Linked DNA regions of Mus musculus: region 1 is linked to region 2. A link is a contact called in public HiChIP or PLAC-seq data. All regions are on one chromosome and are shown on one strand. Each heading gives the region's core, a stretch centred on a gene start, on an enhancer-like site or on the middle of the called end of the contact. The rest is flanking DNA. Distances are from core to core; before and after follow the strand shown. Region 1 overlaps Magi1 (membrane associated guanylate kinase, WW and PDZ domain containing 1). Region 2 holds the start of 9530026P05Rik (RIKEN cDNA 9530026P05 gene).

The links. HiChIP or PLAC-seq counts read pairs in DNA pulled down with a chosen protein or histone mark.
Region 1: a contact with region 2 is called in a FOXA1 HiChIP or PLAC-seq map of pancreatic cancer cells. The contact joins the enhancer-like site here to the promoter of 9530026P05Rik in region 2. A contact is called at or near these places in 4 of 39 promoter capture datasets (the 3T3-L1 cell line, the C10 cell line, hippocampal neurons and 1 more), 6 of 115 datasets of contacts at active chromatin or transcription factors (astrocytes, embryonic forebrain, embryonic stem cells and 3 more) and 1 of 9 other capture datasets (embryonic stem cells).

The regions. Positions count from the first base shown.
Region 1 is chr6:93,934,051-93,940,923 of GRCm38.p6, forward strand. All of the region lies in intron 2 of Magi1 (membrane associated guanylate kinase, WW and PDZ domain containing 1), which reads right to left. Among named protein-coding and RNA genes, the nearest start is that of Gm22840, 47 kb to the left of the region's middle. Within about 2 kb of position 1,916, at least 23 of the 459 cell types and tissues checked have an H3K27ac peak or open chromatin away from gene starts, as enhancers often do. A contact at or near this core is called in pancreatic cancer cells, where this site is marked.
Region 2 is chr6:92,935,860-92,942,943 of GRCm38.p6, forward strand. It overlaps 9530026P05Rik (RIKEN cDNA 9530026P05 gene), which reads left to right and starts at 4,723. Exons shown (of 3, transcript NR_015530.2): 1 at 4,723-4,950. It overlaps Adamts9 (a disintegrin-like and metallopeptidase (reprolysin type) with thrombospondin type 1 motif, 9), which reads right to left. Exons shown (of 40, transcript NM_175314.4): 2 at 6,188-6,588; 3 at 1,388-1,550.

The sequences.
Region 1 (6,873 bases), core at 666-3,165, 1.0 Mb after region 2:
AAGAGCAGAGCCAGGTCTCGAACGGTGGTTAAACTTGAATTTGGGACCAGGCATGCTGATGCACAGCCTTTAATCCCAGCACTTAGAACAGAGAGACAGGCAGATCTCAGGAGTTCAAGGTTGGTCTACATAGTAAGTTCCAGGACAGCCAGGGCCACGCAGAGAAACTCTGTCTTGAAAAACCAACCAACCCAACAAACCAACAAACAAACACAAACAAACAGGACTTGTGCTTGAGTTCAATCATTAATAAACTGGGTACCAGTGGAGACCGCTGGCTGAAATGTCCTCTGCTCTCTTGCTCTCTGCTCTAAGAATACATAAAGTAACAAAGTGTATATCTCAGCCTAAGCTCGAAACAAAGGAGAGTGGCCGCCTCTCTTCTGCTTCTTTGCGGCAGGACCAAACGCGACAGATTCAGCTATTGGTAGCTCTAGTTGTGAGTGATAAGTTCTGCTTTGTATTCCCAGCCAAAGTCTACAGAGAGCTTTAACAAGCAGTGACGATATATTTGGAAGTTCATGTCAGTAGGGAGCAGGGCAGACCTCAATGGAAGACCTTCAGATAGAAAGAAGGTTGCAGGCCCATATAAAGTTCTCACATTGCAACGCATTATCTACAAAGTTCCCACTGAAGTGCACCTGAATTACAAAAGAAACCCCATTTCAGGATTTAAGTTTAAGATTTTGTGGAAGACTGGGTCATTCACAGCTTTCCAGGGCACACATGGCCTGTGAGTCATGGATTGGAAACACCTGACACATATCATGGGAAGATAGAGTGGTATGGCCCCACACAGCATAGCAAAACTGCTAACTGGGAGAGCTGCTGGCCTCTCAGGTCCTTCAAAGTCCCAGAGAGTCAGTGAGGTCCCCCAGGAGAGCAGAGTGGACTCTGGAATCTGAAAGGTCATACACACCTTTGTGGTGATACTCTTCTACAGGTTACCATACCAGTTGCTAAAGAAACCAGCTTAAAGGTTAAACCACTCCCCCACGAACAGACAGACTGACAGACATACTTTCTGAGTTTCGGGCCAGCCAGGACCACATAATTAGACTCTGTCCCAAAGAAAATCAAACCAAAGAAAGAGGACTAAAGGCAACAGGTAGACAAAGCGTTTTGTGGAATTCCTGACATACTGGCTGCACTCAGTGAGCCCCATTTGTTTCTTTCTTCTCATTAATAAAATTTGAGTTATAAAGCTTGGCAGCAGACCTCCCTATACATCATAGGTAACAACAACCATTCCTCGAATCTCCACTGTCTGCAGAATAGGGTAACAACAGTTTGGTTTTCAGACTCCACTGGAACCAAGGGATAAATGACAGCTGCCAATCGAGTGTAGAATTTAGACTTTCAGAGTAGACTTGTTTTTTTGTTTTTGCTTTAGTTTTTTAAATTTGAGACAGTATCTCACTTTATGACCCTGGCTGACCTGAAAGTTGCTATGTAAGACCAAGCTGGCCTGAAACTCAGATCCAACTACCTCTTCCTGGAGTGCCGTTATTAAAGGTGTGTACTGCCTGGGACACCTGATCTTCAGAATAGTTCTTAAGGATTAAAATGAAAATCAGTCTTAATGAATTTCAAGGAGAAAACCCACTAGAATATATAAGATGAGAAAAAGAAGTAAATAAGCAAAAAACATATGCGTGTATAATGTTTATTATGTATACGTGTTTCTGAGCATCATTAAAAATCACCATCATAGCCCAGAACAAACAATTCCCGTAACCAGTGTCAGGTTTATTACTAATAAACGTACACTGCAGGAAATAGCTTTGGAGTTTTGATAGCACTCAGCTTGTCAATACATTGCAATGAAATAAGATGAGTCACCCTGTGCCAGGGCAGATCCTGAAGTCAGTATCTTTGCAGTGGCCCCGGGCCTACCAAGCACCCAGTGTGAAGCCTCAGTGAGTGAGCAGGTGATTCCCAGACGCAGGCAGAGCCCAGGGGAAGGTGCCACCCACCCCAGCCAGGGGCAGCCTGCTATTCTCATGACTCACTGCAACTAAAATTCTCCACTGGCAAGAAGCAAACAGGCATGGAGTGACGGATGGTCCAGCCCAGCAAAGGACTGCCTGTGCCCCTTTCTGTTTGCCATCAGATGAAAAGTCTGAAGAGTCATATGGTGCCTGACTTTTCTGTGGGGACAGCAGGGTCACATGAAAGCCTGGCTGGTCTGAAACATCCTCTGTGCAGGGATTATGAGCACTGCCATGTTGGACTGTGTGCAGCACTGGGCCAGAGAACGGTGCTTGCTCTCTGAATGCTGGGCGCAATCTTACCAAGTGAGCCACCTCATCTACTCTGATCCCACTCTAATTTCAAATTCTATTCATGGGAAAAACATTTTTTCCCCTAATCCATATTTTTCAAGGTTGGCTCAGAACTTCTTACCTGGACTACTGTGTGACTGTTCTACCTTAATTTATAAGTGACCAGGCCTGAGCAATTAGTGATGACACTGCCAACTATCAGCACTGCGCCAAGCATGAGAAAAACGTGTGGGACAGTCCAAAGGGTAAGAGCTCGTCACCACCCACGAATCGTTTTTATTGTTTAACCTCTCCATTACACCACATTAGCACATCTCAGAATACAAGCTACATATAGACAACATGTGGGATAGGAAATCCTATACCGCAGAAGGAATCTTTCATATTTGTTCTAAATCTTGAATTCTTTAAGGAATTCTTTAATGTAGGACAAATAAGTTTTCATGAAAAAGGAAGCCGGGGTGTTCATACTGTGCCATAAAGGGGATAGATAAGTAGGCTGGAAACAGACTACAGAGAGCCAAGGACACATGGGAAAATATTTCTGCTGCATGTACAAGGTACAGTAAAGATGTGAGAAGCGAGGAAAACCAATTCTCACCACGCTGCAGGCAACAAACTCCAACGGTGAAATAAATAAGAGAAGGTTTAAAAAACGAAATGGGGGCTAGGAAGAAGGACCAGTCAGTAAAGGGCTCACTGTCCAAGTACAAAGATCTGGGCTCAGGCCACCAGCATCCACAGAAAAATTGGAGCTGGAGAGATTACTCAACATTCACAATGCATCCTGCTCTTGCAGAAGACCTGATTGTAACAGTCAAGCTAGGCATTTTCCAAATGACTTTAACCTGCATACAAATAATTAAATATAAAAACAAAATAGAAGCTGGAGAGATGGCTCAGTGGTCTGGAACACTTGCTGCTCCGGGAGAGAGGACCATGATTCAGTTCACAGCATTCGCATGGTAAATCACATAAAATATAATTCCATTTCTAGGGAATCCAATACCTTCTTCTGGCTTCTGCAGGCATCAGGCATACATGTATGTAGGCAAACACTCATGCACATAAAATGAAAAAAATAATGCCCAAGGTGTGGTACTGTGTGCCTACGAGATCACTGAAATCTGACACAGGAAGATAGATGTGAGTTTAAAAATAAAAGAAAACAAATTTTACAATACAGGAGTGTAATCCCAATGCTAAAAAGGCAAAGATAGGGGGGATTTCTGGGACTTACTGAATAGCAAACCTAGATGAACCTGAGATCCAGGTCTTCCTCAAATAGCCCTCTCTCACAAAACAAGGTAGGTAACTTTGAGGAACAACACTCAAGGTCAATGTCTGGTACACACAAGCAAGTATACAGATGTATCCACCCCTAGCCCTGCATGTATGCATGCTGTATACATTCATGAATACATACCTACAGGGGGGGGTGAGGGAGGAGGGAAACAGACAGACAGATACAGACAGACAGACAGACAGACAGACAGAGAGAGAGAGAGAATATGTATCTGTCTGTCTGTACTTCAGGCCCATGAGAGCCTATATACCCTAGATGAGATTGAAGGTAGAGATGACAAGGCAGACCATCTATACAAATCACAGGAGAGTATCTGAGACACAGTAAGAGTTACAAAATTAGGTGACTATCAATGTTATAAGTCAGGTTAGGCTTTGCAGAGAGCTAAAGAACCCTTTTAATTTTAGGCAGCACTTTGATTAGAGGGTAACAGCCCTGACAGTTCTCAGATGCCTACACAGCTCTCTACACACTCCAATTGGAACCACTTCGTTAACATCAAACACAACCTGAGCACAGACACACACTCCAAAGACAAGCTACATTCGGCACCAGCTTCTTTGCTCCTGATCTAACGTATCATTAGCTCAACCTGTTAAAGACCATGGCAGCATGGGCTGATTTCAGATAAGCCATGGTGGAAACAATGGTACTTAAGAGAAGACTAATAGGTCCAGATAGTCCCTAAAGTAATGCATAACTCCATGAATGAGGGGGATACGTGGTCAGTGTGGGCGGATGGTCAACTATCCATCTAAGTATGGCACCTCTGTAAATAAAGATTGAGGTCACCTGTTTATCAGATCCAATTTAAAATGTCTTAGAGATCAAACACAGGTAATCTCTTTGTAAATTCCTATAAATTAGCTGGGCGTGGTGGCACACGCCTTTAATCCCAGCACTCGGGAGGCAGAGGCAGGCGGATTTCTGAGTTCAAGGTCAGCCTGGTCTACAAAGTGAGTTCCAGGACAGGCCGGGCTACACAGAGAAACACTGTCTCAAAAAAAAAAAAATTCCTATAAGTTAATAATCAATACCTCTTAGGCAGGTTACAATGGTCTCAGAATCAAGGAGAACCTTGACCAACAAAAGATCAAGCTATACAACAGGCTCCACATCTCCTTCTCCTTCCCCCTTCCAGGAGACATTTCTTTGCCTGTGTGGGAAAATGAGCTCCTGAGAGCAGAGCTGCAAGACATGGGAGGCAGAAGGTGTGTGTGTGTGCGTGCGTGCGTGCGTGTGTGCGTGTGTGTGTGTGTGTGTGTGTGTGTGTGCGCGCGCGCGCGCGCGCACGCTTAGCATTGCAGAGAAGTGACATTGCTGAATGAGCCATGAGCTGCATCTTGCATCTCGCTTTGACAGTGGCAGCACGGCAAATGACAAGCCCTGTCAGGTAAGGCATTTATCCTCACAAGGAACGTGGCCACTCGGAAGCAACAATCTTAGATGCTGTCACATCATTGAAGACAAAAAGTCATAAAACAGGAAGGCTATCATTGAGGGAGGTACAGCAATAGAGACTGTAATTAAGAGCTGCTGCAAAGGGCTCTTACTCTGGGCTTGGATTACCTGCCAAGTCACCAAAGAAGTCCTTACCAGCCATCTCTGAGGGGAGCAAACTTCTGAGCAGCCTGTAGGCCTATGCAAAATCAGCTCGTAAGGGCTGCCTAACCAAAATAATAATAATAATAATAATAATAATAAACAATGAATGCTCCTCCATATTTCTCCTTTTGTTATTCATTCAACAAGTAGTTATCTTACTATCCAGGCACCAAGCTGAGGGCACAGGGTCACTAAGGGAGACATACTACCTGGCTCAGCAAAAGTTGATTCGAAAGGACACAAACTACATAGAGTAGGAATTATAGCAGGCTCAGGACATGGTAAAAAGTGAGGTGCTTTGGGAGCCCTGAGGATGCCTGTCCCAGTGGAGAAGATGAGGCAGGACTTCATAGGAGAAGAGGCATCTAGGATAACCTTAAAATTAAAATGAAAATAAAGAACTGGTCAGTGAAAGCAATGTGTGCACACAGAAGGCTGATGTCTGCTGGCGACAGGAAGAAGTCTGTGTGGCTGACCCATTAGGGAGGGGCTGCAAAACAGGCTTCATGTGCCTCAGGACAGCTACAAATGAGGCACAAGACAAAATGGTAAACTTAGGACATGATGAGATATCGTGTGTGTGTGTGTGTGTGTGTTGGTTCTCATGTGTGAGATAGTGTGGCAAACTCAGGAAGTTGTTTAGGCCTCCAAGGTTAGGCCTTATAGGCCTCCCCTGCTCCAGAGGTACTAGTTGAGCTCAGATCACTACGTCCATTTAAAGAGCATCAGAGGGGTTCTGTAACGGGCACGAGGGGCCAGAGCTGGCAGAGCAAACCCTCCATACTTCACACCCGGACTTCTAACTCCTTCTGCATCTAGCTTTCTCATCTGTATTCATTTTTGTCCTAGGGAGTGGGAGTGATTTTCATGGTAAATATAATGACGTTCCTACCATGATGACCTTTTCCTTCTACTGAAGTTCTCAAATAGAGAAAAATAAAAGGACAATAATAGCTGCAACTCAAATAGGACGGGATGCAGGCATTAAAAGGTGACGTGGATAGTATGCAAGTTAGACTTCAACGGAGTTACTGAAGATTAAAAATAATCACGTCAGCAGTGGGTGAGAAGGGAGTATTTACAAGTGTGACCGAGCAGAAGTTAAGCTCAGTTATTCCTGTGATTATTGGCATAACAGACTACTATCATGTGTGTTGCTGGCATGCATAGGACTGAGTTCTGAGCTGTGACATCCATCAAAACCCATACTCTGAAGATGTTAAGATGATTTGAGACTAGAGAAACTTCATTTCTTCACCTCCAATGACCAACATAGATCTATGATGTGGAGAACAGAAACTCATCACCATCCACAAACCCCTGCTCATGAGGTCACGCTTCCCCATGCAGAGGTCAGTTAGTGTCAGCCAATGGATGTTCTAGAAGGCAATGGGTCACGGGAACTTTTTTTTCCTATTATACCTCAAGGAGGATTGATTCTCCCAATACAGGGCTTCCTCAGCCATTCAGACAAGGCATCGGCAAAGACCTCTGCTTTGCCCAGCACAGGGCCAAAGTGTCAAAATAAACACATGTGGTAGACTATTCCAAGCCTACCACACATCTTATATCACCCTCACCAACTCATGTTAAAGACCACATCATGGGCAGGAGAGGTCGCTCAGTAGGCAAAGTGCTTGCCACATAAGCATGAGAACCTGAATCCCACCTCCAGTA
Region 2 (7,084 bases), core at 3,473-5,972:
TGGCAGCTGGCAGGCTTGTCACAACTCAAGTGTCTGAGACCATCAACTTTTGGCTTTTCTTTTTGCCTCTTTTGTTTTTAGACAACATCTCAGTATATAGACCAGGTGGTCCTGGAAGTCACAAAGTAACCCAGGCTAGCCTTGAACTCATGATCCTCTCCAGATGTGTGCCATATGGCTTCTTCTGCCCTTTAGAGAGACTAAGTAAAGTGATTTCAGTTATACCCCACCTTCCTGTCACAGTAAGACCACAACATGGATGCAATGAGCCCAGAGACCTACAATTCTCCCACTGACTACTTTCAGATGAGCAGCAGCTATCCTTATCTTTTAGGATTCACTTTAGAAATAATGCCTGAAGTGGGGATGAGGACACGAGGCAACATCACTCTGAGCAATCCTGCTACAGACAGAGATGAAGCTGACAATTCCTTGGCGGAGCATTTCAAGACTCTCCAAGGTTGTCTTGGTCTTGTATGGAGATACCAGAAAACTTTGAATAGCTGCTCACTGTGTTGAGGCAGTTCTTATGAAGAAACAAAGAAACTTCTTCCATAAGCAAGAAGTCAATGGACTTTTAAAAACCATTGTAAGAAACGCCTTAATACGTAAGAACAACCAGCGGTAAGGATGCTACTCAGTGGTAAGCTGTAAGCAGGTGAAAAACAGCCAGGCCTAGGAGTCGGTAAGAAATGCTGCAACACCGCAGACTGAAGTCCACAGACACGCACCCATTTCCTCAAGTGCTCAGGAAAATACATTCCTAATGATGGACCTGCAGACCAGCCCCCAAATCTGTGACAATCTGCCCAAAATGAAGTTCAGCCCTAGACTTAGAGTGTAAGGGTGAGACTGAAACCTACTAAGAAGCTCCAGATCCATTCTTAGATTTCCTGAAAGTCACAGGGCATTAGTCAAACCAATAAACACACAGCAGGTTTTGTGAGCTCCATCATAACATAAAAAAAACAAATAAAGAAAACCCCTGTGAAGCTTGCATAAGTTATAAAACATGGCATGAAACCAAAAGTGAAACCAAATGAGTAGAAGCGATGAAGAAAACATACACGATTGCTCACTGGAGTCACAGGTTCAGACCCCAGCTTTGTTCTGCGCATCAACAAGAACTGGTGGCTTTGCCCACAGATGGGCTGGAGTCATTGCTTCCTGAGCTGGAATCCTGATGGTAAATTCTTAGCTGTGCAACCTTGAATAAGTCACTAAACCTCTCAGTAGTTTCCATCTATACCTTACCTTACTGGGGGAAGGACTAAGCCATATTGTATAGAGTGGTGTCCTGCAAACATGGAGAAAGCCGCTGCCTCATTGCAGCATGGCAATGAACCCACGTCAGCACCGCATCTGTATTTAACCAAGAGGCAAATACCTGAGGTGGCACAGGCATGCTTTCCTGTGGAGGGTTCCCTCTGAGGGGTGCTGTGCCTATAAATAATGTGGGGTTTGTTTTGTTCCTCTTCATCCTCTTGCTCATCCACAGACTGCAGTGGTTCAATGAAATAATCTCCATCGTGAGAGCGGAACGTGCCCATCTGTGAAGAGAGAAGAGAGGTGGATTTACCACGACTCAGCCAACAGAAAGGACAAAAACAACCCAAAGAGTGATTCCAGGGAGGAGCAGGGCAGTTTGTTGGCTCCTCCTCTGCTGAAACTCTTCTGAGGTAGCCTGAGGCAGGTGGCTCCTCTCCACTCCCTGTCATAGTCTGAGCTAATACTCAACCTGACCTCACCTGCTTTTCATAGCTAGGTTTTTCTTGGTGCTTACATTTCAAATCTCTTAATGCCACAGGCAGCTAAAAGAGATCCCGTGGAGTGTTCAGGCTGCCTGGAAAGTTAGCATCAGGGCATAGCTAAGAGACAAGCCAAAAACCCTCTCCTTCACCTTCACTAGGTACAGGTAGACCATAATGACCTAAAGGTAGTGAGGCCTGTAGCTCTGACACGAGGACCGTTCCTGTTCCCTTAAGGCAGAGAGATATCCTGTAAACCAGTGTTGTCACAGGCCGCTACTTGTACCCAGCACCACACCTTCTTGAACCGCTTCCTTACTGGACATTTGGAGGTGACGTTCCTAAAGGGCAGCTGTGAGAGTTCAATGGGATATACCAGCCATTCCATCAGCCAAGTTCGAGGACTTTCTCAGGTTCTGAACTGACCAGTGGGTTTTGTTGTAACTCACTGGTCTTGGGCCAATTTGCTCTTACCAAGCTCTATGAAGGAACACCTTGTAAAAGGCCATTCTCCTGGTCCCCTCTTTGAATATCTACAAGGTTTGCAAATGATTCACAATGCCTCAAACTCGAGTGATTTAATACTATATGAACATTGAAAGTGCCAAGTGTCAGAGGAGACACAAAACTGTTGTTTCTTCACACACTGAAAATAACCAGAAGCCTTCTCTCATTTCCTGGACGCGAGAAAAGACCACCCCTGAATACTAGTGTGGGTACGTGCACCAGCGTCCCGAGTCGACTAGAGAGCCAGGTCACTGGCCTGTGCCTCTATCTGCTGAACTGCACCAAAATCTCTGGGGCCAGCTGAAGAACCAGAATTTTAATGCACTTTCCTCCCAGGTGTCTAATCCAAGAAAATGCACACAAAATGCCAAGCTTTCCCAAAGCAAGGAGGATCAGAGCAGCCTGAGAGAAAAGCACTTTTTTTTCTGATGAGATTCCAAGTGACACACTGTATTTCCAGACTCAGAATTTCTAGGCGTGATGTCTAGAACCTGACGTTTTAACACAACTCTCCTCATGACTCCAGAACATAGACTCAGGCAGAAGTCAGTTTTAGTATAGTCTGTGACACATTGTCAGATCACCAGAGAAGCAGCAGGTTAGCACATTTATGCTCGCCAAGGTATCTCTGTCAGCAGTCAGTATGGTATCTCATAAGCACAGGGCATGTGAGGCCTATGGGGGACAGTAGAAGGAGCCTGGGAGGCACAGACAGGAAGTGATTTGCTTTTCAGTGGGACAGAGCAGGTTGGGGTTAGTGCTGATTCGTGGACCCAGAATCCTGATTTTATTTCAGAGTGTGGAAAAACAAATCTAGTCATTCTCTTAAGGAGTATAGTTCCAACTTGGTCACTTAGCATCTTGAGGCCTGGGAGAGGAAGGCCCAGATATTCTCATAAGCAAGATAGGTAGCTTTGAGGACTGGGGCATTGTATCACAGAGCCTCCAGCAAAAGCTCAATAAATGGTAACAATACAGAGACAAAATCAGTTTTGTTGTTGGTTCAGAAATAATCATTGAGACCCAACTTGTTTTGTGCTGACTTAGGTGACCATCTTTTTTTAAATACATGTATTACATACGCACACACACTATGTATCCTCTAAACTATAGTATGGGAGAGGGAGAGATAGATTCTCGTGCAAATGTACACACACACAGAGGAAGAGGAGGAAAGGATATACATACATACATATATATATATATATATATATATATATATATATATATATGTATGTATCACTGGAAATTAAGAGAGTTTAGAGAAAGTATAAAGCCAACTACTTGAAATACAGAATTTCAGAAGAGAGAACTAAGATGAAATTGGGCATAGGCTATGTGTGAGAGGATGTAATGTTAGGCTCTGATTATCAGCTGTGTGTTTGATATTGTTCACTAGGATATAAGGAGGTGTGGAAGCTACGTGAACAAAGGGTGGCAATGAGACTTTGAAGCCTGCTTATTGACCTGATACTGGTGTGTGGCAGGGGTTGAGAAAGAAAACATAAACTGGGAGAGAAGCAGGTAGATGGAGGTCTTTCTCATACCGTTGTCCTAAAGAAAGGAAGGAGAAGGAGAAGAAGGAGAACGAGAACAAGAACAAGAACAAGAACAAGAAGAACAAAAAACAAACAAACAAAAAACAAAAACCCAAAACAAAACTGAGGCACAGGCATTCCCTCAGCAGAGGCGAGCAATGTGTGAGATGGGATTCAGAAAACTGCAAATGGGAGGGGTGGGTTGGCGGTGTGGGTGTGGGGCATACAGAGTCGGATCACTCTGTTGAGGGCAGATTTCCTGGAGGCCTTCCTGGGCAAAGTGAGGAACATCATTATACAGAGAGGCTACAGAAATGATAAAGAGGAGTCTTGGGAGGAAATAATTCCAGGAGACAAAGAAGGCAGGAAGCTCTGAGCTAGATTAGTGGCTAAAGACATAAAAACCTGGTTCGCTTATTTAAAAAATATATATAGCCCCTTCCTTAGCGACCCCCCCCCCCTCAGAGACATGCTGCAAGTTACATGCCGTGTTATTGGGGATAGTATACTCCAGAGAGTCTTTTCAGGAGCCCCGGTTTTCCGTTCTCAAGAAGACCACGTGCACTGTGTTACCATGTAAAACCACCAATGGAAATTAAGGACCTACGCAGAAAAATATTTATACAACTGCTGGGGCTACTCAGATTCCACCGGTGTGTAGGCGGGGAAAGAGGAGGAGTAAAGACTGTTTACCAACGAAATACACAAGCAGCCGTATCTAAGATCCAGGACTTGGGGGTCCCTAACTTTAAATAGTGGGGTGCACTGATTGTTTGGGATCCGCCTCAAGACTTCAGCCTAGGTCTACCTAGGTGATACCTCTCAAAGACTGGAGCCATTCTTGTGTCCAGGCCCAGGTTTGAGGCCGCGATGACTCAACGCAGCATCCCCTCCCCTTGCTAAACCGCGGTCTCCGCCTACCCCCAATCAATCTCAAGGAAGCTCTTTGGGAGCCAGGATTCCCAGCACTTAGCTGGTGGGCAAAGGGGTTCAACCCCTTCCCCACACCCCACCTTCCCTCCTCCCAGTCTTCGGGATTGCGGAGCTCCTGCCGGGATCCAAGAGCAGGCTCTTGGAGGTCGAAGAAGGATATAACCTCCAGACCTGGAATTTAAGACGCAAGAACCAGCCAGCAAAAGTGGCAGCCGAGCATGCGAGTGAGTACCCAAGCCCCCATTTAGAAAGAGGAGGAGGAGGGTGTGTGTGTCAAGGGGAGAGGGTAAATGCGCCAGGGGCACAGACTTTTAATAGCCAATTGTGCGTAAGGCGCGGTGCAGTGAGCTGGGAGAGCCAGCCGCGGGAAAGTTTCTGCGTCATACGCGCGTGGTAGAAACGCACGTCGCTTGGGAAAGTGAAGGACCACCCTAGTTGGGTCCAGAATTGTACATGACTCTCGACTGTCGTAGGAGCTGGGGACCGATACCTTATTAGCCCCAATGGAGGGTAATGGAGGGTAATGAAGGGGTCAGGAAGAAGAGGTGGAGGTACCAACTTGGATCTCGTACTAAATGCCTACTTGACAGCACTGGGTGGTATCCGTCCTCCCAACCTTCTTAGAGAAACATGAGCTATACATTTCTATTCCTATATTTTGAAACAGCCACAGGTTCTAGAATAGGGTTCTTTTTAAGGCTACCTCTCCAGGCTCTCTCCCATTACTCTAGCGCCTCCAGTCACCACGCCAGCAGGGTGCAGAGTCGGACTGCAGTGCACCACCCCTCCCCCGCCGCCACCTTCCAACCCTAAACACCGCCTTAGAGACAGGCTCCGCCTTCACTCTCGGCTCTCAGAGTATTTGGCCCACCCTTCCTTTCCCCGGACAGGATCCGCTTCCCTGTCAATCTGGTTCAGTTTCAAAATTCCTTGCACGTGATAAAAGGCTCCGAGAGGAAAGAACGCGGGGACACTGTAGTATAGCCGCGTCCACAACATGAGATATCCCAGCACTCCAGTAGGGGTGTCCAGGGATTGTCAGTTTACAACCCTGACTCAGGACGCGCCAATGAGGAGTTGAGTCCGCCCTGCGCTCAGCTGCACAGCCCCAGAGCGGCCAAGTTTGCTACAAGAAACCACAACCCAGCAACTTTCTCTGAGTTTGTAAACCGACATGCAACCTACTCTGCAGAGTTGGGCTGCTTACAGCAAACCCAATCCATCCGATCTAAGACAGCTCCAAATGATACACGACCCTCTGGGGGACAGATGTGTACACTCTTCTCTTCTCGAGTGTAAGAGCACACACTATGCTGGTGGACCCCCAATTCCCGAGAACTAAGCCAGGGTTGATATTTAACGCCAGAGCATAGACTCGGTAGGTTCAGACTAGGGTGCAATTAAGTCTTAAAAAAGCAGACGAGGAGGCGGGGAGGAGGGAAGGGGCACGCGCCCACTTACCATTCCGGAGCACAGGCTGATGACCGCAGTGTGCTCGGACTTGGTATTGACATGGCCTTTGTAGAAACAGTGCCTAAGTTCCATTTCCTCCTCGGAATACAGCTTGGTCTGGTTTACCCCTGGCTCTCCAAGGAGGGTGACAGTGAACAGTGGAGCGATAAATCCGGTATGGGCGGTGAGATTAAATAGAAACTGCTGGCCGAAGGCTGAGAGGCGGTAGTGCTCCTGGGAAGAGGTAGAGGAAGACGAAGAGGAGGCGAAGGCAGGCCAGGGGTCAGAGGCAGAGTTAATGCTTCGCCGCCTTCTTTTGAAGTGCACGTTCGTGGGAAAGGGTTCCCCGAGGGGGTTCACTCGGATGGGAGACGCGATCTCATATTCGCTCAGACTCTCTAATAATTTCACTGCAGGGAGAAACAGAGGCAAGTGAGCTAATCAGTCATTTCCCCCGAAAGCTTTAATTTAAAAAGAAGATGGGGGGCTTTGTCCTAATTTATTTCGCAGCCACTTCGAGTCAATTCCTTCACGCTCCACCACTGGATAAATATTTGTTGAGCGCCTACTGTAATAGTAACAGCCGAGAACTAGGTGAGGGGCCGAGACTACAGCATTTGAAGTCAGACAATGAACAAATATAAAAACATAAAATAATTACAGATTCTGATAAATATCCTAAATAAAATAAAATGTGTGCTATCTGGTGATCCAAGCTATTAATTAGGACTGGTTTGGGTCAAGGGATAAGGAGGGTAAAAAAAGTCAGGTAAAAAGGACTGGGGGTGGGGGTGGCCCTAAAATTCTTGCAGTGCTTCCTTCCCTAATAGTTGACTAAGGATGACCCAGAGAAGGGAGAGGTTCCGAAAGGAGAGGTAATTCTTTCTAGGAAAAGGAGAGAGGCCT